Linked DNA regions of Ovis aries: region 2 is linked to region 1. Evidence: chromatin contacts called from public Hi-C data. All regions are on one chromosome and are shown on one strand. The core of a region is the stretch at or near the end of the contact, and the rest is flanking DNA. Distances in the headings are between cores, read along the strand shown.

Region 1 (4,877 bases), core at 1,376-3,875:
TGTCTTGCAGTATGAGAACTGACTGGGGCTGGCAGTCATCCTCCAGAATCCTGTGCTGTGCTTAGTCGCTCAGTCATGTCTGACTCTTTGCAACCCCATGGACTGCAGCCCGCCAGGCTCCTCTGTCCATGGGGATTCTCCAGGCCAGAGTACTGGAGTGGGTTACCATGCCCTCCTCCAGGGGATCTTCCCAACCCAGGGATGGAACCAAGGTCTCCCACATTGAAGGCAGATTCTGAGCCACCAGGGACGTCCATGGAATGACTCTAAGCACTGCAAACTATAGAAGCCTAGCCTCGGTGTGCGTTCACGTCTGTCAGTGGGACTGAGACTTGAGCCCTACCTATCTAGCTGGGATTTGGGAGGAGCCAGAAATGCACTGAGTTGAAGATTCTGGGGGCTTAATTGCTCTCACACCCCCTGTATTTCTTGGGACAGTCATGTCCCTGGGTGCCCCAAGAGGCCTCTCACTGAGACCGTTTGGGGGTGAGCAATCAGAAACAACCAGACCTAGACTAGGCCCTCCCATGGAATGGAACTGTGACATTTACTTCTGCCTCGAGACCCCCAGGGACTGGTGGAGGAGCAGTCCCATGAACGAATTTCCTGAATTTTCATATGGGACATACAGGCCCTTCCACCTCTTGGGGAAATAGTACAGACAGGAGTGAGGGCAGGGCGAAGCCTGCATCCAGAGGGGATGTTATCTGCTAACACAACTCTTTGCAGGGAGTGAGTAAACAGACACATTTGCCTTGGGACCGAGGGCCTGCCTCGAGGAGAGAAAAGGACCCCTACCAAACTGCATTTTTCTCTAACTGCCCCTTGAATTGAGACACAGTTGCCTGGTTTCCTGTGGTCTCTTCTCTGTCTGTGAGGAATGTCTTCCCCAGCTTCTGGGCTGAGCATTACCAATTGTTTAGGGATTAACCCTTTGCCACCCGAAGGAGTCTCCCCCCATCTCTTTCCCTCCACATTGCCGCTCTTGCTTTAGAGCACCTTTCATCAGCTTAGAAGTGATGGAGAAGTTGACCACTGGTACACGCTCCCTGGGTGCACAGCGGCATCACTATATCTTTAGGTGCAGGACTGCTTTAAGAGCCTCTCTTCATCGAAAAACTCCAGTCGTTTGACTTGGAATCTGTCCATCAAGAAATTTGGTCTGCAGGGTCCAAAGTCAGCTTCCCCCAGCAAGGCGGCGCCTCCTCTGGTGTCTGCCTTCAGCTCTGGGCTCTGTGGCCCATTTGCCATCTGAGGTAGTGTCACGCCACTCAGATGCGATCTGCAGCCTTCTCTGCCCCCCGTCTCCACCCCACATTTCGGGACACAAGCAGTGTGGAGACCTTGCCAACCTCAGGGACAGCTGTTGCTCTTGCCTGTCCCTGGAGTTGGTCCTGGTCACACTCCCAGCTTTCTGGAGCTTGGGCCTCATTACAAAGAATCCCCAGGGACTTTGAGGGGGAGGGTGGCAGGGGGACCACCCTCTGTTCTGGGGTGGTGGTGGGGGGCCGTGGGGAGTGGGCTGGATGGAAAGAATGGGCTGTTTCTGCTGGGACTTTTCTCTCGCCTTCTGTCTGAACAGGAACCCTTGGTTTTTGACTTGAGGTTCCTGGGCCGGCTCTGAATGTAGCATGTGTGCCTGAGTGATGGACTTGATATTTACACAAGCCACGCTGATAAGTGCACATGTGTTTTTAATGTTTTGGCTTTCTAGACCACAAACATGTCAATGTGCATATGCGCGCACACACAGACGTGCTGTCGGGCTGGGCCTTGAGCGGGGCTCTTTTTTCCCTTCTTCTTTTTCTTTAAAAAAACAAAACTAAAAAAAAAAAAAGAAAACCAAAGCCAAAAACACAAAACCCAACTGTCCTCCCCAAATCAACACCTTTGTGCGCACCCTTCCCTTCCACACTGCCTCGGGACTGTCGGAGGGCCATCATCCGGTTGTCTCACCTGGAAACGCAGCTGCCTTTTAAAGCCAGCAAACAGCCGGCCTCCACCTTCGCCGGGTCTTCGCGGGAACCGAGCCCCACCGGCCGGGGATGGAAAGGCAGACCTCCCTCGATACAGTCTTCCTGAGCCCCGGTCCGTCGGCAACGGCCCCTTTCCGTACTGCAGCCATCGAGAACAACACCGAGAAAGCAGTTTGCTGCTGCGTTAAGTTAGGGAAAAGTGACAAAAAGAAAAAAAAAAAAGTCTTGATTAGCTCATGGACTTGCAAGTACTGTTAAGCGTCCTTGCTTTCCTGAGATCTGACTCGAGCTAGCTGCAGCGTTGCGCATCCTTTTTACCCTCCGCACACTTCTCTCCATCCCCTCTCTCCCTTCCTTTTTTCTTTCTTTCTTTCCTTTTTTGTCTTTTCCTCGTTCCCCCCCACCCCTTGTTCCTTCTTTTATTTATTTATTTTTTTTGGTTTTGTTTTTTAAGGGGTGTTGACCTGCGCTGAGTTCTGGGGAGCCGAGCCCTCCCGCCCGCGAGCCGATTGGCCGGCGGCGCGGGTGACTGACGGGCGGGCCCGGAGCGCTCCCGGCGGCCGGCGCTGATTGGCCCGCGCGGCTCGGAGGGCTCGGCCGCGGGAGCGCCGGGCACTCGGGTCCCGCCGCCTCGGGCGCCTGGGCCGCACTCGGGCCGCGCGCTCGCCTCCCCGCGCAGCTCTTCTGGGCCGCCCCGCCAGCGCCGGGCAGGAGCGCGTGGCCGCCCAGTTGGGCGCGGGTGCGGACGGCGCCTTTTGTCCCCGGAGCCGGCGGGTGGTGCGGGGTGGGGCGGGGGGGCTCCTGCAAGTTCGCGGCGGGACGCGCGCGGGGAGACCACCGAGGACGCCCCGCGTCGCGGGGGCCGGGGCGCCGAGCATGGGCGGCGGGCGCTGGGCCGCGGCGGGCGCGTTGCTGGCGCTGGCCGCCGGGCTCCTGGCCGCGGGCTCGGCCAGCGAGTACGACTACGTGAGCTTCCAGTCGGACATCGGCGCCTACCAGAGCGGGCGCTTCTACACCAAGCCGCCGCAGTGCGTGGACATCCCGGCCGACCTGCGGCTGTGCCACAACGTGGGCTACAAGAGGATGGTGCTGCCCAACCTGCTGGAACACGAGACGATGGCCGAGGTGAAGCAGCAGGCCAGCAGCTGGGTGCCCCTGCTCAACAAGAACTGCCACATCGGCACCCAGGTCTTCCTGTGCTCGCTCTTCGCGCCCGTCTGCCTGGACCGGCCCATCTACCCGTGCCGCTGGCTCTGCGAGGCCGTGCGCGACTCGTGCGAGCCGGTCATGCAGTTCTTCGGCTTCTACTGGCCCGAGATGCTCAAGTGCGACAAGTTTCCCGAGGGCGACGTCTGCATCGCCATGACCCCGCCCAACGCCACCGAGGCCTCCAAGCCCCAAGGTGAGGCTGGGGTCCCCCGGGGCTGCGTCCCGGGCCTGGGGGACGTGCCCTCGGCCCTGCCCGACGGCCTCGAGAAGTCCGAGGTGGTGCCCGGCTGGGCAGCCCCGCGCGCGCACCCGCTGCGGGTCGTGGAGCCGCTGCCCTGGGAATCCAGTTTCCAGGAAACAAAGCTTTAGCTCCGGGTCCCAGGAGAGCGCTTTTCTCCCCTGGGAGGGAAGCGAGTCCCCATCGGAGCTTTGAACCCCGTAGACGAGATGCCCCCCGGGGCTGGGGGCGGGAAACACAACCCAAACTCTAAATCTGGGAAGCGCTGGAGGGCCGAGCAAATGCTAAGGTGCAGCTTTGTTTATATTCTTAGGTTCGAGGAGGATTTTTTAAAAATCGCTTTTCTTAGCTAGTCATTCAGCGAAGTAGCTCCTGGACTGGTGCAAAAGGAGCCGAGGAAAAAAGTTTAGAAACTGCAAGGCTGTTTCCTCCTTTCAGGTAACAGCTTCGGGGGACTTAAGGGAGGGGGGTGGATGGAAAGACTCTTCTCCCCCATTTTTGCATACCCCCTGCTTCTCTCATTCACACAAATCCTCAGGTAATTAGGAAGATACAATTGTCATTAGCTCATTGTTCCGCTCTCCTTGGGGAGCGGGACCGCAAATTGAAGACTTTCCTAACAGCCCCAGAGAAGGGCAGGAGGTTGTTCTCAGAACCTCCTCCCGCCTAAAGGGCAGCTCTTGATGGGGGAGGAAGGCACATCACCAAGCCACCCCCAACCCCCAGGCCACAAGACAGAGCAAAACAAGTTAACAAGCCAAAAAGAAAAAAAAGAAAATCCCCAATAAATCAACACTCCAGCACCCTCGCCTGACTTTGAGAGGAATGAATTCAACCCCGACCTCTTCGGAAGCAGAGTTGAGGCTCAAAGAGCTGCCAGTGATCAGAGACGGGGAGCCATGTGCCCAGGGCACCCAGCACAGGGCCCCCCGTCTTTAGGGCTTTTGGAGGAAAGGGCTTAAGGTTGTGTGTGTGTTGGGGGGCGGTGGCGGGGGAGGGGGCGGTGGAAAAACCTGTTGCTTGCTGGCTCAGCTTATCTCCAAGTGATGCTGGAGGAGGAATGTCTCCTGCGGGGCAGGCTCCCCAGAGTGAGGGTAGGATAGTCCGGGGAAGGGCACCCTGAAACTTGAATGCCTTTGCTTATTTCAGGTAGGGCGGAGATAAGTCCAGAGTGGGGGATGTGGAGATGGGCTCAGTGGTTGGACAGGGCAACAGCTCGAGTTCTGGGCCCCGTGTTCGCCCTTTCTGGAGGTCTGCACAGGGTTCACCTTCGGGGAGATGCTGCTGGTACCTGGAGCAGACTAAGCCCTTGGTGTTTCGTCTGGATAGAACCCACGGGATTTTCCTTCTCCCCTCCTGGGAGAGAAGCCCAGCCCTAACCCCAGAGACCTCAGCCAGCTCTGCTGGGGCAGAGCCCACCCCCAGCTGCCCCTGTCTGGTACAAGAGGCGACAG
Region 2 (4,877 bases), core at 910-3,409, 200 kb before region 1:
AGAGAGTTCTGAAAGGGGCAATTGCAGGGAGAGGAATAAGGCAGCAGGTGGACTGAATCAGAGACCTGGTTCACATCCTGGCTCTGATGCTGTTGTGTGACCCTGGCAAGTTCCTTTACACCTTTCATTGCGAAGCTTCAGCTTCCTCATCTCTAAAGCGGAGATAACACGGTACCTCCCTCAGGGGGTTGTGAAGAGCATTACTGCTCACAGGTGACATTCAGTGAGCCCTTCACATGCCTCAGTCTACACTCAGTACGTCACACACCTTGTGTCATTCAATCCTCACAACAACTCCATGAGGTAGCCACTACCATTACCTCCAGGTTATAGTCAAGGGCGTGCCAGAGACAAACTATGCAACCTGCCTACATTTGTAAAACAGACCAGGGGCATGGAGGGATTTAAACACAGACAGTCTGAACCCTTCAACTACCAAGGCTTCATGAGACCAGAAATATAAAGAACCCTGACACACAAGAAATACTCAATAAACCACAGTGACTATGACTAAAAGGAGAAACACCCCAGGAGTGATCTGAGGCAAGCAGTAGAAATGTACAGAATGGTTGGCAAAAGAAACTGGAGGAAAAGGAAGGATGAGACCAGTTTTCTCCTAAAGGTGTTTCAGCATTTTCTAGAACTTTTAAGTCTCTATCAAGCACTTCTGTAGTCCCCACAAATACCAAGTAGATCCTTGCTTTGTGAACCGTTCTTGTAACTGTCCCCAAAGCCAACCTTTACTGGACCCACCTGAGGAATCTGTGCTCGACATTATGAAGTTTCTATCTGGCTGTGCCTATACTTCCTGTTTCTGTGGAGATGGTAAGACGCAGTCTCTTCTCTTCTAAGAAGCCTTGAATTCCATCCCCTCATTTCTTGAATCCTGACATTTGCAGCGTTGGACTAGCTTAAGAGGCTGTGCTTGCAGCAGGGGGATTCCGTGTGGGCTGCTTACCTGCTCCAGCCGGTCAATGAGCTCTGCAGGGGTCAGGACCACCTCCTCACTGTCCCCATCAGAGTCCTGTCCCAAGAGGTCTGCTTCCTCTGCCATATTCTCTGAAACCAGGAACCTGGTAAATAAAAGAACCCATACTATGCTGTGTGTTTGTATTTATTTGCAAGAACACGCAACTATTGTACCTGGGAAAAAGAAAGGTTTACATGGGTTGTAGACGCTCTTTGGCAGTGGCCAGAGAGTTCACTGGCTTTGGTTTTGTAATGGGTTGCCTATTCCTTCAAATCTTAGGTCAGGGATCAATTTCTCAAAGCGGTCAGTCCTTACAAGGGTTTCCACGTGCTGGCTGAATGGAGCACCAATCACATGTGTTTGCCTTCCAGAAGGAGGTCCTTTCTGCAGCGGCTGCGCTGGCTTAGGCTCTAATATTAATCGTGGCACCTCTCAAGGCTGGGGATACAATGACCTGGCCAGTCAGTGACCCAGAGGCTTAGGAAGATGGGTGATGGAGACGAGGTGGCATCCTTGGAGCCTCAGTCAATTCAGTCAGTTCAGTCGCTCAGTCGTGTCCGACTCTTTGAGACCCCATGGACTGCAGCATGCCAGGCCTCCCTGTCCATCACCAATTCCCGGAGTTCACCCAAACTCATGTCCATTGAGTTGGTGATGCCATCCAACCATCTTATCCTCTGTCTCCCCTTCTTCTCCCGCCTTCAATCTTTCCCAGCATCTTCCAGTGAACACTCAGGACTGCTTTTCTTTAGGATGGACTGGTTGGATCTCTTTGCAGTTCAGGGGACTCTCAAGAGTCTTCTCCAACACACTTTAAAAGCATCAATTCTTCAGCGCTCAGCTTTCTTGGAGCCTCAGGGATTCCGAAAGCACATTCCTCCCCGCTCCCCTCCTGGCGTCGCGGGCATAGGGTCACCGCCTACCCCGAGACGCACGCACGCGCGCACACACACACACACACACACACACAGACACGCGGCGAGAGCCCTTCCAGTGGGCCCACGCGGACGCTCACCAGGGTCGGGGCAGGCTGCGAGGCCCTCTGAATCGGCGGGCAGCGACGGCCGGATGCTCGCGGGAAGCAGCCAGAAGAGCAACCGGCCGCGGAACGCTCGGCGCGAGCCGCTTCCCAAACAGACCAGAGCGTTCACTTCGCAGCTCCCGCGCTCCTCTCGGACACTTCCTGTCTAGGCACAACGTCACCGCGCACTAGAGACGCCGTCCAATCACGGCCAGGAGGCCCCGCCCACCGGGGGCGGGGGCCTGCGTGCCCGCGGCCCGCTCTCCCCGCCCCTTCCCTAGTGGAGGCGGCGGGGGGCGGGTCCGGCTGAGCCCAGAGCACCCCTGCCAGGGTCGGGCGTGTGGCCCCGGCTCGCACAGCCCATGGGCCGTCGGCAGGGGGCGCCCGGCCCCCGCGGCTGAGGACTCGGGCGGCGTGAGCCTTCGCGCCACCCCGCACCGGCGCCCGCGTGTCCTCTGGCCGAGCCCGGGCGGCAGGGAGGTGCGCTGTGTGTGTTAGATCAGGCCGCTTCCACCTCTAGGGTCGTCTTCTCCACCCTTCTGGCTCCCGCGTCTCTGCCGGGGCTGCGGCTATGGCCACTACCCCGGCTCTGAAAGCCTTTAGGCGAGTGGTTCTTAAAATGCGGTTCAAGACCACCAGCAACAAATCGGGCTGGGACCCCTGAGAAATGCAAGTTCCCAGGGCCAACCCAGACCTGTGAAATCAGAAATGGGTGTGTGGGTGGGGGGAGTTCAACAGACTTGGCTCATCAGATGATTCTGACGCAGATGACCTTGGAGAGCCATTGCTTTAGACAATCCCAGCTGCTCTCTAGGTTGACGTTTACAGTTTATGCCTTCTGCCTTGACTGAAGCAAAAGCACGCGCATACACACATACACATACAGATACATAAAGACGGATTCCAAGCGAAGGGCCCTTTGAGCTGTGTCTTACAGAATGAGTTCTGTTAGTGACCCATGATGACCTTTCCCAAGTCCCTTTCAACTCTGTGTTTCACTGGTTGGTGATTCAGTGGTTTTCAGTTGTAGAAGGTTGTGTTTTCCCCAGAGAGCTGCTCTGATATCCATCTCATCCTGAAGTCTTTTTACAGCAACATGACTGCTGACGTGTCTCCATCCAGAGATGGAGTTTGGAATCTCTCCTCCTTTTAAAAAAAAGGTCATTATTTTGTTGAAGTATAGTTGACCTACAATGTTGTGTTACTTTCGGCTGTACAGCAAAGTGATTAGTTATGCCTATGCATGCATTCTTTCCCATATTCTTTTCTATTACGGCTTATCACAGGATATTAAATAGGGTTCCCTGTGCTATACAGTAGGACCTTGCTGTTTATCCATCCTATGTATAACAGTTTGCATCTGCTAACTCCAAAGTCCCACTCCATAACTCCCACACCCCTCCTTTCCCTTGGCAAATCTGTTCTCTATGTGTGTGAGTCTCATTTTAGACTGCACATATAAGTGATATCACATGGTGTTTCTTTCTGTGTCTGACTTGCTTAGTGTGATCATCTCTAGGTTCATTCGTGTCGCCGCAAATGGCATTGTTTCATTCTTTTTCATGGCTGAGTCGTATTCCACTGTATCTATGTACCACATCTTCTTTATCCAATCATCTGTCAATGGACATTTAGGTTGTTCCATGTCTTGGCTCTTGCAAATAGTGCTTCTATGAAAGTAAGGGTATGTGGTATCTTTTTCAACATCATTTTGCCCAGATATATGCCCAGGAGTGGATGTGATCTCTCTTCTTCAGGCTGGGAAGAACTTTGTACCTGCTGGACCGAGAGAACAGGGCCGAAGTGATGCAGCCTGGCTTCTGGAGGTGAGTCATGACCGTTGGTGCAGCTTCTACCAGCTTTCTTGAGCTGTGTCCCCTGGGAAGGGACAGGGACAGGTAGGATGTCTGGCTTTCCCGTGGCTGCCGTGAAAGGTCCACATGCAAAGATCACATAGCTCCTGACGTGTGTGAGGAGCCCCAGCTGTTCTGTCCTCCGGAACTCCAAATTGGGTGAGCCTTCAGACGGTTGTTCTAGCTCTAGGCTTTGAGTGACCCCAGCTGACCCTGAGAGAGCAGGGACCAGACATCCCTGCAGGACTCTGCTCAGCTTGCAGATTTGTGAGCAAAATAGGGATGTTTTAAGGCTCTAAGTTTGGGGAGGGGGTTCTTTATTTTTTTATTTCTTTCTGGTTGCACTGGGTCTTCATTCCTGCACATGGGCTTTCTCTAGTTGCAATGTGCAGGCTTCTCACTTTAATGACTTCTCCTGTTGCGGAGAACGGGCTCTAGGTACGTGGACTCAGTGGTTATGGCTCCTGTGCTCTGGAGCACAGGCTCAGTAGTTGTAGCACACGGGCTTAGCATGTGGGATCTTCCCAGACCAGGGATTGAACCTGCCATCTCCCCTGCATTGGCAGGCAAACTCATTCATTGTGCCTGCAGCGAAGTCCCCTTGGGTGGTTTTTAATCAGCCTCAGGTGACTGGAACAATAGTCTCTGAGCATAATCCTACTCTTCCATAATTCTCATTCCTACATAGCTTTTCAACAGTAATTTTTTAAAAAATTGGCCAAGCAGTGCAGATTTCAGGATCTCAGCTCCCTTACCAGGGATCAAACTCTCAACCTCTGCAGTGAAATAGTGGAATTCCAGGGACCACCAGGGAATTCCCTTCAATGGTCTTTTAAAATATTCCTTAACTATTATGGGTTGGGGTACAAGCATGCCAATAACTTTTCCGTGCAAGTACCAATTGCTTACTCAGAGACTTCTCATCTCTGGTGCCAGCCGCCTCCCCAGTCCCACGGCACCTCCTCTGGGGAGCTGGTATCCAGCTCCTGCTTCCTTACTTCTTAGAGCCGTGACCTGGGACACATCACTTCTT

The links. Hi-C and Micro-C count contacts between places; a contact is called where the count stands out from the background.
Region 2: a contact with region 1 is called in a Hi-C map of liver, with 4 times the contacts expected there. The contact joins the promoter of GINS4 here to the promoter of SFRP1 in region 1. A contact is called at or near these places in 4 of 16 Hi-C or Micro-C datasets (hypothalamus, liver, skin fibroblasts and 1 more).

The regions. Positions count from the first base shown.
Region 1 is chr26:35,594,877-35,599,753 of ARS-UI_Ramb_v3.0, reverse strand. SFRP1 (secreted frizzled related protein 1) reads left to right here and starts at 2,625. Exons shown (of 3, transcript XM_027962478.2): 1 at 2,625-3,378. The coding sequence starts at 2,853.
Region 2 is chr26:35,796,362-35,801,238 of ARS-UI_Ramb_v3.0, reverse strand. It overlaps GINS4 (GINS complex subunit 4), which reads right to left and starts at 2,159. Exons shown (of 8, transcript XM_060406926.1): 1 at 1,989-2,159; 2 at 959-1,076. The coding sequence starts at 1,054.